Regions from separate parts of the Sus scrofa genome. Here region 2 is linked to region 1. The links are chromatin contacts, called in public Hi-C maps. All regions are on one chromosome and are shown on one strand. The core of a region is the stretch at or near the end of the contact, and the rest is flanking DNA. Distances in the headings are between cores, read along the strand shown. Region 1 has its middle 140 kb from the start of AMIGO2. Region 2 has its middle 200 kb from the start of RPAP3.

Evidence for each region. A called contact is a pair of places that touch in the nucleus more often than the background predicts.
Region 2: a contact with region 1 is called in a Hi-C map of liver, with 6 times the contacts expected there. A contact is called at or near these places in 1 of 5 promoter capture datasets (liver), 12 of 47 Hi-C or Micro-C datasets (blood, embryonic fibroblasts, liver and 2 more) and 1 of 2 datasets of targeted methods (skeletal muscle).

What each region holds. Positions count from the first base shown.
Region 1 is chr5:77,778,367-77,785,005 of Sscrofa11.1, forward strand. No RefSeq gene overlaps it. Among named protein-coding and RNA genes, the nearest start is that of AMIGO2, 140 kb to the left of the region's middle.
Region 2 is chr5:77,864,889-77,872,245 of Sscrofa11.1, forward strand. No RefSeq gene overlaps it. Among named protein-coding and RNA genes, the nearest start is that of RPAP3, 200 kb to the right of the region's middle.

The DNA.
Region 1 (6,639 bases), core at 2,020-4,519:
CTGGGTCTCTATAACAGAAGACAGATAAGGAGAGAAACATTACCAATTAGCCTTCCTAAGAAGTGAGGACCCAAGGGAGGTTAAGCCTGAGTGTGTTCATTCTGGGTTTGCTGATGAGTGATAGGACAAAGGGAAGAGCTAAGGGCAGTGAACCAAGCAAGGCCTGTTTGTTGGAATTCCTCTGATCACCTTTGTCTTTAGAGATAAGGATGCTCCTTTCTTTTGGGGTCTAGAGAGGGCACCTCCCACACAGAGTCTTAGGACGTTTAGGGAAGGTTAGACAGTCCTGCCAGTAGCTGCTGGTTCTCATTCTTTCAGCTGACAATATTGAGTTGACCAAGGTGCTGTGTTCTGGGGTAGAGTGTCCTGAACCCTGTCACCAGCCTACTTAAAATTCCATCTCACAGCCTCTCCAGCCTCCCCATCCATCAGTCATGTTTCTCTTCTCTCTTCTCCAACATGTTATTTTATTTACTTTTTAGTTGTCTGCCTCCCCCAACCTACATGCCAACTCAATAAAGGCAAGGGTTTTTCTTTTTTTCATGTGTTAGTCATACCCCTAGCACCTCAAACAGTGCCTGCCACAAGTATTTTGAATGAATGAGCGAAGGAATGAATAGAAGAGTCAGGGTTCATGATATAGATATATTTATTATGCACGGCCATGTAGCTGGTATTCAGGTCTCTTTTCTCATTTCACCCTTGCATCTGTGTCGTGGTTATTATTATCACAACTTCAAGATGAGAAAATGGAGTAACAAAGGAGTTAAGTGACTACCAAAGATATGTAGATGTAGGAGATAGAATCAGGTTTCAAGCCCAAGGCTGTTTAGCCCCAAAACCATCATCGCTCTGGTTCCAACCCTTACCATCAACAGTCATGCAGTCATCATGGCACAAACCAATGTCAAGGTTGTTGAGTGGTCCCCAGATGCAATACCAAAGCTACACCACAGGCACTGGTGGGCCCCTCTCCTTTTACAGGCTATTGTGAGTCTTGAGTTTCCTACACCATTTCAAACGTCTGAGTATTTGGAACTGTTGGGCTGCACCCCACAGGCCTACAAGGCCTTGTGCTTGCCCAGCCTCAAGATCAAAGAAAGAGCCAGAGTTAGCAACAGCGATATGAATGCTTTAATGGGTGCGGGAGCTTACATGTGTGAAGCAAGGTCCTGGAATGACATCCCACCATGTGTGGGGACGGTGGGCAAATCTTGGTGGCAGTATTTGCTCCTGGGGGGTGGGGGGGGGATTGCCATTAGGGGGAAACAGATTGGCTCATTAGTTACCAGGGAAACCAGCAAAGGGACATGCCCCTCACTGCCCCTTTGATAAACTATCTATAGCTGGGGCCTGGGGCAAGTCCAGAGGAAGGTCAGTCACGTGCATAGAACACAGGTGACACAGGCACTGGTCAAGCGGAGGATATACAAAGAGCGAGAGAACAGCCACCTTGAGTGGCCTGACCATAGAGGAACTATCTGGATGATCAGTTTACCGAAGACTTTCTGCAGTATAATGTCTAGTCTGTCTATTTAACGTCTAAGTGGTGTTTGTGTCTTTCCAGACAATGGCCTTCAGTAAAAAGGGAAGTTGACGCTTTCAGAAACAAAGAGAGAACAAAATATTTCAGAGCAATATATAGACTATCTAAATAGCATATTGCTGGTAGACAAGAAGCCAATGACACTACTGTTTCTCGAAAGAAAAATGAAGGACTGGGGAACAAGAAAGGGAGGGGAACTGCCTTCTCAGTCATACCACCTGTACCTTTTGAAGTTTTGTGCCATGTGCATTAAACAGCTTCTAGAAATAGCCAAAATGATTAAAGAATGACAGGGGGGCAGTGTGCCCTGTCTGGCCTCCCACCCCCTGGAGAGGGCTGTGACAGGGGCCCTTCGCAGTCAGAAGAGCTCCAGGTCCCTGCCCTGATCCAACAAGGTGACTTGAGCCCTCAGGGCCTCAGTTACCCCCATCTGCAAAGTGAAAATAGTAATTTGAGCTGGCCTTACTTCATGAACAGGGATTGTCATGAGCTAGCACATTCTAAGTGTAAAACATTATACATGCAGAGTTCTCATCTTTTAGGAAAAAGCCAAGTTTTGTTGGATGAGAAAGCCAGCCTCATTGAGCTGCGGAACACGAAATGGGGCCAGAATAGCAATAGTAACTGTCTCCATTTATCATAATAAGTTCTTGGAAGTAAGAAAATCAGCGGAAAAATCTGTTGCTTGGTCTCAAACAAATTTGTTTTAAATTTAAAGAGTATAAGCAAGATTACCATTTGCATTATTACAGCTCCTCTCTTCTCTGGTTTTAGGATGATTATGTGAATTTTAGTCATCCTCCTCTAGAATGTTCTTTTATTCTCACAATGTACACACTAGCTAAAACCTAGAGAACTGGAAAGATCTGCAACTCGTTTATAGAATTGCTAGAATCAAATAATGGCACGTTTTCAAAGCTATGTCGTGGCCTACTCTGCATTTGAAAATACTAACGTTAGATTTGCAACTCATTTGTAGAAGGGCTAGCATCAAGTAAATGGCACGTTTGCAAAGTTTTGTCACTGACCACTCTGAATTTTAAAATACCAAAGTTATCATTTGGGTTCTGAATGCAGCCCTGCCTTGAGGTACAATAACGATTGATTGAAGATTCATGGGGGAAAAATGCTAAATAGTGTGATTTGGGGCTATAGATGAGGGGATAAAAGCAATGGGTCATGTGTGGGATTAATTTTTAAGCCATTCATTGAGCAGTCAGTCAAGTAAAGTAAAAGGACATTTTTCAAGAAAAGACAACGGTGTCTTTTTATTGGCCAGCTTACCTAAAGTCTAGAATTAAAAACAAAAGCAAAATCTAGGTGCAAAGGGCATGTATTTCAGGACAGTTTTGGAATCTGTTACTTTCGTTTGTTAGGTATTTTATACCATGTAATGTAAAGGAGAGAGAGTCTATCCTAAAGTGTTGAACACACCTCTAGAAGGTTCGTGGTTGGGGGGAAAACTTTCTTAAAACTTCGTTTCCTCTTTTTTTCGATGTATGTCCTCCAGCTCTTTCGTCTGTAGGGGAGGTGGTATTTCTCCTCTTCCAAATCCTGTCCTTAGACAACAGAAGAAAACAAAGCTCCGAGCTTATGTGATCCGAGGACCACTTCCTTTTCCCCCTGGTCACCTGCTGGTTTCAAGCAGAACAGTAGAGGAGGCAACAGAGAGGCGCCGTGGCTCTGCCACTGTCTGTGTTTACCTGGAGCTCAGGCTGTGGTTTTCTACAGCTGTGCGATGGGTTCGTCTTCCACCCACGGAGGGGTGGGAGGAGCAAGGGAAGTGATTTGAAAGTGGTTTGTACACTGTGACGCCGCTGCCCAAAAGTGCAGGATTGTTTCTTTACAAAATGAATTGAAAAGGGGGCAGCCTTCCTCTTATCCTTTTTCCTGTTACTCTCTTCTTGCTTCCACTTCCTTTCCCCTCATGTCTTCCCTTCCTCCCGCACCCCCAATAGCTTTCTCAGCCAGGAATAAACCACCCACATCAGGGTCACCAGAGCCCAGGGTCTGAATTGTTAGAAGGAAACGAAGCAAGAGTCAATAGAGGTTACCTTCAAATTACTGAGAAATGTGAAATGAAAACAAGCTCAGAGCCAAATTCCAGGAAGATGCTCTATGACGATTTACTTTCCGCTCTGTCTTCATGTTTGCGCAATTCTTAAAGCTTCGGTCATTGGTCTTCCGTTTCCTAAGGCAAAAAGTAAAATGCTGACTCTGACTTGTGTCATTTGCCCCCGATGCCACCGGAAATGGCATCTTCTCCCCAGATGCCCGTAAGCAGCACCCAGAGGTGAACTTAGCTGCCTTGCTCTTCAACCTGAACTTCGACCTCCCGGCAAGAAGCGAAGGAGTCTGTCCAGGGAAGAGATCGAGAATCGTCTGAGAGGTACATTTTTTAATCACCAGTTACTTTAATGAGTAAGTACCTTCCAATTTTCCCATTTTATTTTTAGCATTCATTTCGCATTTCTGACCAGCCTTTCATCTCTTGGGCACTTAGCATAGTAAGGAATCAGCATCCTAGCCCAGTCTACCCCATCCCTGCCTAACTAAAGAGCCCTAAAGAGACAACTGTCATTTGGTAATAGGGATTTGTGATTTATAAACTACTCAATCTCTAAAAGCATAGTAGTGTGAGGAAACAGCCAGTTCTGAACTGGAAAAAGAAGGTGTAACCTCTATTGTCTGTGCGATCTCGTATGCTGTGCTTGACCGCAAAGCCTTGGCATCAGTTATGATTCCCAGCTCTGTTTTTTATAAGATGGATGACCTTGACAGATGACTCAGTCTTTCAAACTTAATTTTCAAATGTGCAAAATGGAGAAAAAGTACCAGTTTCACAGAGGTCTTAAAGGAGTCAACAGATAAGGAGGTAAAACACTTAGGATGCTATCGAAGTGGGTACTAAATAACGTGACTAAATAACAAGTTAAGTTAGTAAATAAGACAAAGAGTTCATTAACTCAGAAAGCTCCCATAACTGCTAAGTCCCACCCCCACACATGCTGCGGTGGCTCAGAATAACAACAGATAACACCCCTGGAGTTTAAAGAGCATTTCATTTCATTCCACAATTAACCCAAGGTAGGCAGCGCTGAGCTGTTGGCTTGTTTTTGTTACCGAGGGATAGGGGAGAAGCTGAGAGCTCTGCTGGACATGCAGTAGGAAGTAACTCTTAGGGCCAAACTCAGATCCGAAGAGAGGAAAGCAGGACTTGGGAAATGCCTGGTGTCAGAGGGCAGTCGATGCCTTCAGTTCTGCAGCCTGGATTCTTGTTCCCTCAGCTCCCTCCCCTCTTGCAGTCTTGAACCTGGGGAAACCCACACACAGAGCCCTGGGAACCCAGATCCCTCACTAAAGAGTGTTGGGGGGAAACCCACACACAGAGCCCTGGGAACCCAGATCCCTCACTAAAGAGTGTTGGGGGGAAACCCACACACAGAGCCCTGGGAACCCAGATCCCTCACTAAAGAGTGTTGGGGGGAGCAGGGCAGACAGAGGCTGGCTCTTAGAATACCATTTTTCTTTTTTGTTTTGTTCTAATGAGAGTTGCAATGTTTATTTCAAGTGCTCTCTTGGTTGTTTTGTTTGATGGTTTTTGTTTTTGTTTTTTGCCATGCCCTTAGCACGTAGAAGTCAGTCCCCAGGTCAGGGATCGAACCTGTGTCACAATGACAACTGGAGCCACAGCAGTGAAAACGCAGGCGCCTTAACCCACTTGGCCATCAGAGAACTTCCAGAATCCCATTTTTTCAATTCAAAAACTTTGTTCCCCATAGAAACATTATTGTGCTTACTATCTGAATACTAGGTAATATCGTTAGTAATGGTACCCACAGCAATAGTAAAATAATATTCATTTTAAAAGCTCTCTGAGCCAGAGCCCCTAGAGGAAAATCAGGGCTCTTTCTCCCATTTCAAGGTTGACACACAAAGAAGTAAGCCCTGGAGATGACAGAAACCTTCAGCCTGCTGACTCAGCTGTGTTCCCACCACTGGTTAAATGGCCTTTTGTAGCCATTTCTGGAGACAGAATTTTCAGAATCCAGCCAGTTCATTAGTTGAAAACAATTTAGTCATTATGAGCAATCTTCATCCCCCACCCTTTTCAGCCATGGAAACATTGAATCTAGAGAGATTGGCATCTCAATTAGTCAACCTAAGTATAGAAAAACTTGAAACACAAATGTAGCTTTAGTGCAGCACTGTGTATCCCACTGACCTACTCAGAGGACTCCTGAACTCTCAGTGGCGAAGACTGAACCAGGCTGACCTCATACCTGCCCGGCTTTCTTAGGGAAACATTTAAAGCTAAAACATAGCTTTGTTTGTTTTTCAATAGAGAATAAAAAGGAAAACAACATGCAAATTTTTTTCTAGGCAAGATAATTTTTTCTCCTTGATTTCAGCAGATATTTATAGCAGAGGTTAAAAGCTCAGGCTCTGGGGCTGTATTTCCTCCTAAAGAAGCAAAACAAGGAATTCCTCACTGTGGCCCAGCAGGTTAAGGATCCAGCATGACCACTGCTATAGCGTGGGCTGCAGCTTTAGTGGCTCAGATTCCTGGCCCAGGAACTTCCTTATTCCATGGGTGTGGCCAGAAAGGAGGAAAAAAAAAAAAAAAAAGAAGAAGAAGAAGCAAAACAAAATCTTAAGCTTAGCTCATCAATCCGAATAGTCACTGTCAGTAAGGGACCGCTGCTGCCTCTGCTTACTAGCTGTACAACCTTGGGTGATTGGCATAATTTCTCTAAGTCTCAATTTACTTATCTATAGAATGGAGAGAATAATAGCTCCTACCTCACTAGGTCGGGAGAATAGAATAGGCCTTGCATAGGGCAAAGCCTCAGTGGACACTAACTATTCTGTCTCAGGCACTGGTCCTTGGCCGGGGTGCAAGACGGATGAGATCTGCTTCTGCCACCCAGGCCTGGGGATGTACGGAGGTAGAAGGACACACGGCCAGTTAGTGAGAGGCTAAAACAGAACCAAGTGCTAAATCAAGCATCTGTCAGAGAAAGGGGAGATTTTTCTGTCTGGGAAAATAGGGAAGGCGCTCAAACAGAGTCGTGTTTTAAACTGAGTCTTAG
Region 2 (7,357 bases), core at 928-3,427, 85 kb after region 1:
TTCTGGCAAAGTTCAAATGATCCATGATGAAGAAAGGAATTTCCATGTCGCCTACTAAGCATGACAGGTTTTATATTAAAGAACAAAGAAACCAGTTGCTTTGTGTTTTTCTAAAAGTTTATCATAAGAGCCAAGAAGATGATGAATCAGAGCCTCACCTCTGGCTGCCCAGGACAGTTTGCTGCCCGTGGGAAATGGATCCATGCCAGCATTTGAGTCACTTCCCTGGGTTTGCCTTGCAGAACTCACTTTTCCTATTCATACTAATGCAAACACTGGCTCAAGCTTTCACTTTGTTCTGTTCATCAATTCACTCACTCATTCAGTATTTAGTAATTTAAGTATAATGTTTGAGCAGCAACTATTTACCAGATGATGTTCTGGGTGCTAAGGACATTAGAGTAAAAAAAAGTTTGATTCCCTACCTCGTGAAGCCCACATTTTAACGGTGGACACAAATTACTAAACAAATAGATACACAGCATAGGGCCAGGTATTTAGTCCCATGAAAAAATAAATAAAGCAGAGTAAAGTTCTACTAGAAAATGACAGATGTCACTCTGAAATGCTAAGGTATCCAGGGACAGTCTCCCTGGGGAGGTGACATTCAAGTGACCTGAGGAGTAAGCCTTGTGAAAACCTGTAAGTCTAGAGTTCTAGACAGAGGGAACAGCAAGTGCAAAGTCCCTGAAATAGGAATTCCCGTGTGGCTCAATGGGTTAAGAACCCAACTAGTATCCATGAGGACATGGGTTCAATCCCTGGGCTCACTCAGTGGGTTAAGGATCTGTTGCTGCAAGCTTTGTAGGTTGCAGATGTGGCATGGATCTGGCATTCAGATCAGAAGCAGCTCTGATTTGACCCCTAGACTGGGAACTTTCATATGCCAAGCGTGCAGCCCTAAAAAGAAAAAGAAAAAAAAGTTCCTGAAAGAGAAGCCTGCTGGAGGAAATGTAAGGATGCAGTGTAGGTGGCGTGCTGTGAATAAGGATAAAAAAGTGAGATGATTCAGAGGTGACCAAGGAATAGATCAGAGAAGGCTTTGTACACTGTGATAAGGATTTTGGATTTTGGAGTGTGATTAAAAGTTGCTGAATAGGAGTTCCCATTGTGGTGCGGTAGAAACGAATCTGACTAGTAACCATGAGGATGTAGGTTTGACCCCTGTCGTCACTCAGTGGGTCGGGGACCTGGCTTTGCTGTGGGCTGTGGTATAGGTCGATGACGCAGCTTGGATCCCACGTTGCTATGGCTGTGGCGTAGGCTGGCAGCTTCAGCTCCAATTGGACCGCTAACCTGGGAACCTCCATGTGCCACAGGTGCGGCCCTAAAAAGAAAGAAAAAAAAAAAAAAAGCCAGTGTAGATGGGGGTGGAAGTAAAGGCCAATTTTCCAGCTCCCCTTCTTCTCTTATGATGACTTTGAAATCTGACCGTGCTGAGAACTCTCACTGCCATGGCTGTGACCACACTTATAACTAATAGAGCAGGAAGGAAGGGGCGGTCCTTTCCTGGAGATGTTTTTCTGTGATGAGGTTTGGTAACTTCCTCCGTCACAGTCCTTTTTGATTTTAAGAAATAGAAACCAATTCAATCAAACTTGGACAAGAAAAGGGGAGGGACTGTAATGACATAGGGCTGTCTTCGGGAACGAACGCAGCTGGTCCTCAAGGGACTTGAACCAGGGATGGCCAGGAAGACTAGAAACTCCCAAGAACACAAGCAGATGCATATTTCTCTCTCTCTCTTTCTCTTCTCGCCCTATAAATATGGTTTGTTTGTTTGCTGATCTCTGCTTCTGCATAAGAAGCCTTTTTTTTTTCTTTAAAAAAAAGGATCGGATTTCTCTATAGAATCTTTGGCACACCTGATGGATGAGAGACGGCCATCCCCACACAGCCGTAGTTCTTATTACCTTGGAATTAACACGTCAGTCCCAGTCTCAAACATCTGACCGACTCTGATGAGTGAAATTTAAGACAACCACCCTATGCTGGCTCAAGCACCTCTGACAGGTGACAGGGCCATGGATAGAGACTCAACTTCCGGGGCCATTTTCCAAGGAGTGGGGCAACCCCAGAGCTTCCTGGGGACTTGGCTTCCTCTGATCAGTCCTTCCTGTGCTATTACCTTCTCAGTCACACCTGAAGAGGGTATTGTGGGTGTTGCCTCGACACAAGTGTACAGCTTTCATAGCCCATTTCCTGCCTAGAATGGAGGTTGGGGCCTTAGGTCTTAGGTTTTTTTAGTTCAGGCTCATGGCTTCTTTGTCACTACTTCACAACTCTCTCAAACACAGAGTAAGCCCCATCCATCTGCTTCTAGATGTTTCTATGAGAAAGGAACGATATTTAACATTCTCTTTGAGGGACTTCTGATATGAGCTTCATGCCTTTGCTTTTCTTTTTTCTTTTTTTTTTGCCAACCCTTTCTGACTCTGTCTCACCATCTCACCCTCTTTCAATACTTTGCCATATACAATAAGTAGCAACCACATATAGAGTTAAGGTTCAGGAAATTCCCTGTGGCACAGTGCGTTAAGGATCCAGAGTTACTGCAGTCGTGGTGTAGGTCACATCTGTGGCACAGGTTCAATCCTTGGCCCAGGAACTTCCATACGCCACAGGTGTGGCAAGGGAGAAAAAAAAAGAATGAATGTTCTGTTTTCCAACATTTCCCCCCGAACTACAAGTTCAAAAGGTAAACAATCTGCCTTCAAGGGAATCCCAAGACACATCTTATCAAATGTTTTGCCTTCTTTCCAGCCTCTGACTTCAGTTTCCTCCTTGTTACCACCTGATTGCTAAGCCCTTATTTTAAGGTTTTTTTTTTTTTTTCCTTCAGCTGCATATCCCTTTTGGTATCCATTTCTGTATCAGTCAGGACAAGACCTTTTGTTTGTTTTACTGGAGCAGCCCTTTACCCGAAGAGTCTCAGTGACCTAAATACAATACATGTTACTTGGAAGGCACACCGGGTCTCATGCGAGCCAGGTGAGTCTCCAGGGCAACCGCCTCCCATAAAGTGACTCAGTTGTTGAGAAGGGGTCTGTCTCGGGCTCTGTCGCCTCAACTTGCAGCCTCAGCAATTGGCCAGCAAGGAAGGAGACTGCGGGGATCAATTTCCCATTAGCTGGAATCAGTCCTCCAGCTTTACCAGGGGGCTGGAAATTCGAGGGAGAACATGGATAATGGTGGAGCATTAACCATCTCTTCCTCAGCCCAGGGAGGCCTCAGGTTGAGACAGCAAAGCTATGAGCTTAAAATAGCTTGGACGGTTAAGTCGCTGTAGGGAGGACCCCAACCTGGATAGCTGCTGATCTGCATTGGAATTTGTATGAGTAAGAAACAAAACTGTGTAGAATTAATCCCCTGAGATTTAGAGATTTGACTATTCCTGCCGCATAGTCCAGCCTAACCTGATCAATATTGGGACATAAAAGAAGATGGTGTAAATGAAACAACATAGCTTACTCTCCCTGAAGCAACTGTAACGTCAATCAAAATACAGGAGGACTTTTTGGAGAATCCAACAACATGATACAAAGCTAAAGCGGAATAATAAAGGCATAAGAAGAGCCAGTACCACTGTAAACAGTATAATGAGTGAGAACTCACTTTACCCAACCAACATGAAGACATTTCATGGGTAGAGAAATCACAGGAAATACAGAAAGACACTGTAGAGAAAGTACAGGAAATAACAAAGACGTTAGTGGAAAAGAGAGATCATATAGATAGACCCAGGTACATTGGAGAATTTAGAATATAAATAAAATGGTATTTTAGGTCAACGTGAGAACGTGAATAAGTTAGAAATGTCATTGTGGCAGACAAGCCATTAGGGGAAGAAAGGCTGAAGTACCTCACTTCTTATGCCCAAATAATATCTAAGTAGATCAATAACTTAAATGTGAAGCAAATATAACAAGGTTAGAAAAATCAGTGGCAACCTTTTTTCATAATTTTGATGGCAGGAAGGTCAGGAGTCCTATTAGACAAGATCGAGCTATTTACATGCAAGTTAAACCTGTAAGACAAAGAATACTGTACCCAAAGTCAAGTGACAAACCACACGGTGGAAAGAAATGTGTGCAATATACATAACAGGAAGGGAGCTGACCTCTTTGTTATACAACAAGATCTAAGAATTAGTAAGAACAAAATGAATAATTCAATGGAAAAAGGGTCAAAAGATAGTATGTGCAAAAAAAAAAAAGCAACTAGACAATAAACATAAAAAGGTTTCTTCAGCTTCTTAAGTAATCAAAGAAATGTAAGTTGAAAGAAGATACCATTTTTCACTTCGTCTAGCGGCAAAAATAAATTTTTGCTTGTACTCAGGGTATAGGAAACACGAATTCTCACATATTGCTAATGGAATGTAAATTTCTGCAGCTTCTTTGGAAAGCAGTTTGGCAATAACTATTAAATTTAAAAAGTGCATTCTCTTAATTCAGCAATTCTCCTTCTAGGAATTTTTCCCACAGAAACAAATATATATTGTGCTAATATAACAAAGACAGCACAATAATATAGCTTGTCATAATAATAAAAAAGATAAAATTTAAATACACATGAAGAGAGGACTAAATAAACTACAGAGGTCCTATAAAATGGAATACTACGTAGCTGTTCAGAGGAATTGATACAGTTATCTGAAATGATACAATAAAAAATATCTAAATTATTTCAAGGGAAAAAAAGGTAGAATACAGTATATCATAAGTGAAAATTCCAAGAACTATATTTATCTCTATATATTTACATATATGGATTTAGATACATACAAATTTCCAGGAAAAGAGAAATAATAGCTATAATTATGTTCAGTTAAAATTACATTATATATGAGGGTGTAGGTAAAAGGTCTTTACATTTCATGTTACACCCTATTGTCTTGTTAGAATTTTTTTTCAGTTTGGGCATGCATTACTTTATGATTTAAAAAAACTCCCCAAATTTAAACTATTAATTTTTTCATGCAAGTGTCAAATATTTTCACCTGTCGACCTGAATCTAAAAAGATGTTGGAGGAGTTCCCTAGTGGCTTAGCAGGTTAAGGAGCTGGCATTGTCACTGCTGTGCCTTGGGTCACTGCCATGGCAGAAACTTCCACATGCTGCTGGCAGTGGCAAAGAAAAAAAAAGAGAGAGAGAAAAATATTAAATACAAAAAAAAAAAAGATCAAAGTTAGACATTCTTCACAAAATGTACAAATGAGTAAAACTAGTCACCAATCACAAAGAAAGAAGAGAGCCACATATTCGGAAAATGTCAAGTCCTGATTCCAGTGCCAGGGAAAAATACCTAGATTTAAATAGTAGTCTTTCTCTATGAACATTCCAAAAAGAAAGAATGGTATGAGCTCATATTTACTGAGTTGTTACTAAGTCAGATTCGGTGCATGAATTTCCCTATGGAATCCTCACAAACTCCACATGGTAGTGTAACCAAGCAGGGCCCTGTGAGGCTCCTGGGCACAAAAGCCTCTCTGTGCCCCCCATTTCTTGTTCTAGAAAATGGGCCTCATTCAGCCTCCATGACCTTCCCCAAGTTCCAAGGGGCAGGTTCAGACAGTCGCTGATCAGGGAAGGAAGGGGACGCAAAGACGAGGGAGGCACAGTCAAGAAACAATAGCACAGCCTTGGGGCAGGGTCCTGGTTCCCTGTCAAGGGAGACGCATTTTGATGTAGGCGTCTTATACCTAATAGGAAATTTACACCTAAGAGAAAAGTTATATTCCTTGTGCTTCTTTTAGAAATGAATACTCTAAAATTGAACACCTTAGAGTCTGTCCTCCTTCTGCCTGGCTTAACCCTAAACACAATCACCTATAAACTAGAGATTAGGTGCCCAGGACACAATTGCCTGTGTGTTAAAGATTATTAGCACATGATGTTTTTCAGGAACTTTCCTAGTTTGTTCTAATTTCGATCAATATGCCCTTTTCACAAGTACTATTAGTCTGGGCAATAACCCAGGAGACCACCGTTGTAAACATGCCGAGATCTCCCGATGTCAGCTTTGATGACTAAGATTCCCCCAAAGAAAGAAGAATGCATGTTTGTCCCAATCCGGATTCCTATCTGAAAATCTGTTTGTCTCCTTTTTCCTATAAAACTCCCCCGCAATTCTTCCCAATGGAGGGCACAGTCTTTAAGGCATAGCCTGCCGTGGTCTCCTTTGCCTGGCAAAACAATGAAAGCTGTTTTGTTTTTGTTTTTTTCCTCTTCTGCAGAAAACTCTGTCTCTGTGTCTCTATTTGGCCACCAGTAGACAGAGGCCAAATTTCAGCCACAGTAGGGGCACTGCCATCAGCTCCATTCTATCAATGAGGACACTAAGAACCAGAGAAAAATTGAGATATCACAAGAGATCCAGGGCTCGTGTTGAAAGCATTTGTAATATGCTTCCACAGGCTTCAGTGCTGACTCCACTATTTACTCTGCTTGTCCCCAGGAGAGTAACTTAATTCCCCATCAGTGAAATGAAGCCGTGATAGGACCATGACACAGGGTTGTCATGGAGATTAGATGAGATAACACGTGTGCTGTACTTCATTCTGTGTCTAGCGCATAGCAAGCTCTCACTAAATGTCCACAGCTGTGGTTGTTGTTGCAAGGCCTTTTATGATATGGGCTCTTACCTGTCCAGTCTGGTAGCTTTGCAGGCCCTCCTCCGGCCCTCCTCAAACTCAATCTCCAGTCCTTCTAACGTTCTTCCCTTTCCCTCATGGCGTCCCCAGGCCTCTGTACCTCTGTTTCACCCTCTGCTAGAGTGTTCATTCCCACCTTCCATCCCTTCTTCACCTGGCTGACTCCTATCCTTAAGACTCACCTGAGATAGCATTTCTTCCAGGAAGCCTTCCTTGACCTCAACCTTCTGGACTAGGTGCTCTCCTTGGGTTCCAATACCATCCTTTGCTTCCCTCTCTCCTTGCATGTGCCAAACTGCAACTTTCTAAATTTTTAGTCTGCCGCCACCCACTAACCTGTGAGTTCTTGAAGGCAGGTCTTAGTCTTTCTTCATGTGGTTTCCTCCAGGACTTAGGACACTATCTGGCAATAAATATTTGCTAAATAATTAAGTGATAACTCAAAGAAAAGTGGGCTGCTTGTCCTGTGACCTCTATTGACCATTCCCAAGGGATTATTCCTTTTGGAAAGTAGGGTATACATCAGATAACTTAAGTTATTCACTCTTTAAGTCCTTATTATTATTTGCTCTATTATTCTAGGTGTGGAGGCCACTGTAGCAAATAAGACAAAGTGTCCTGCTCCTGGATAGCAATAGGCTAGTATGAATGGGAAGGAGAGAGAAAACGACCAACTAAGGGAAAAGGTAATGTCACTAGCCA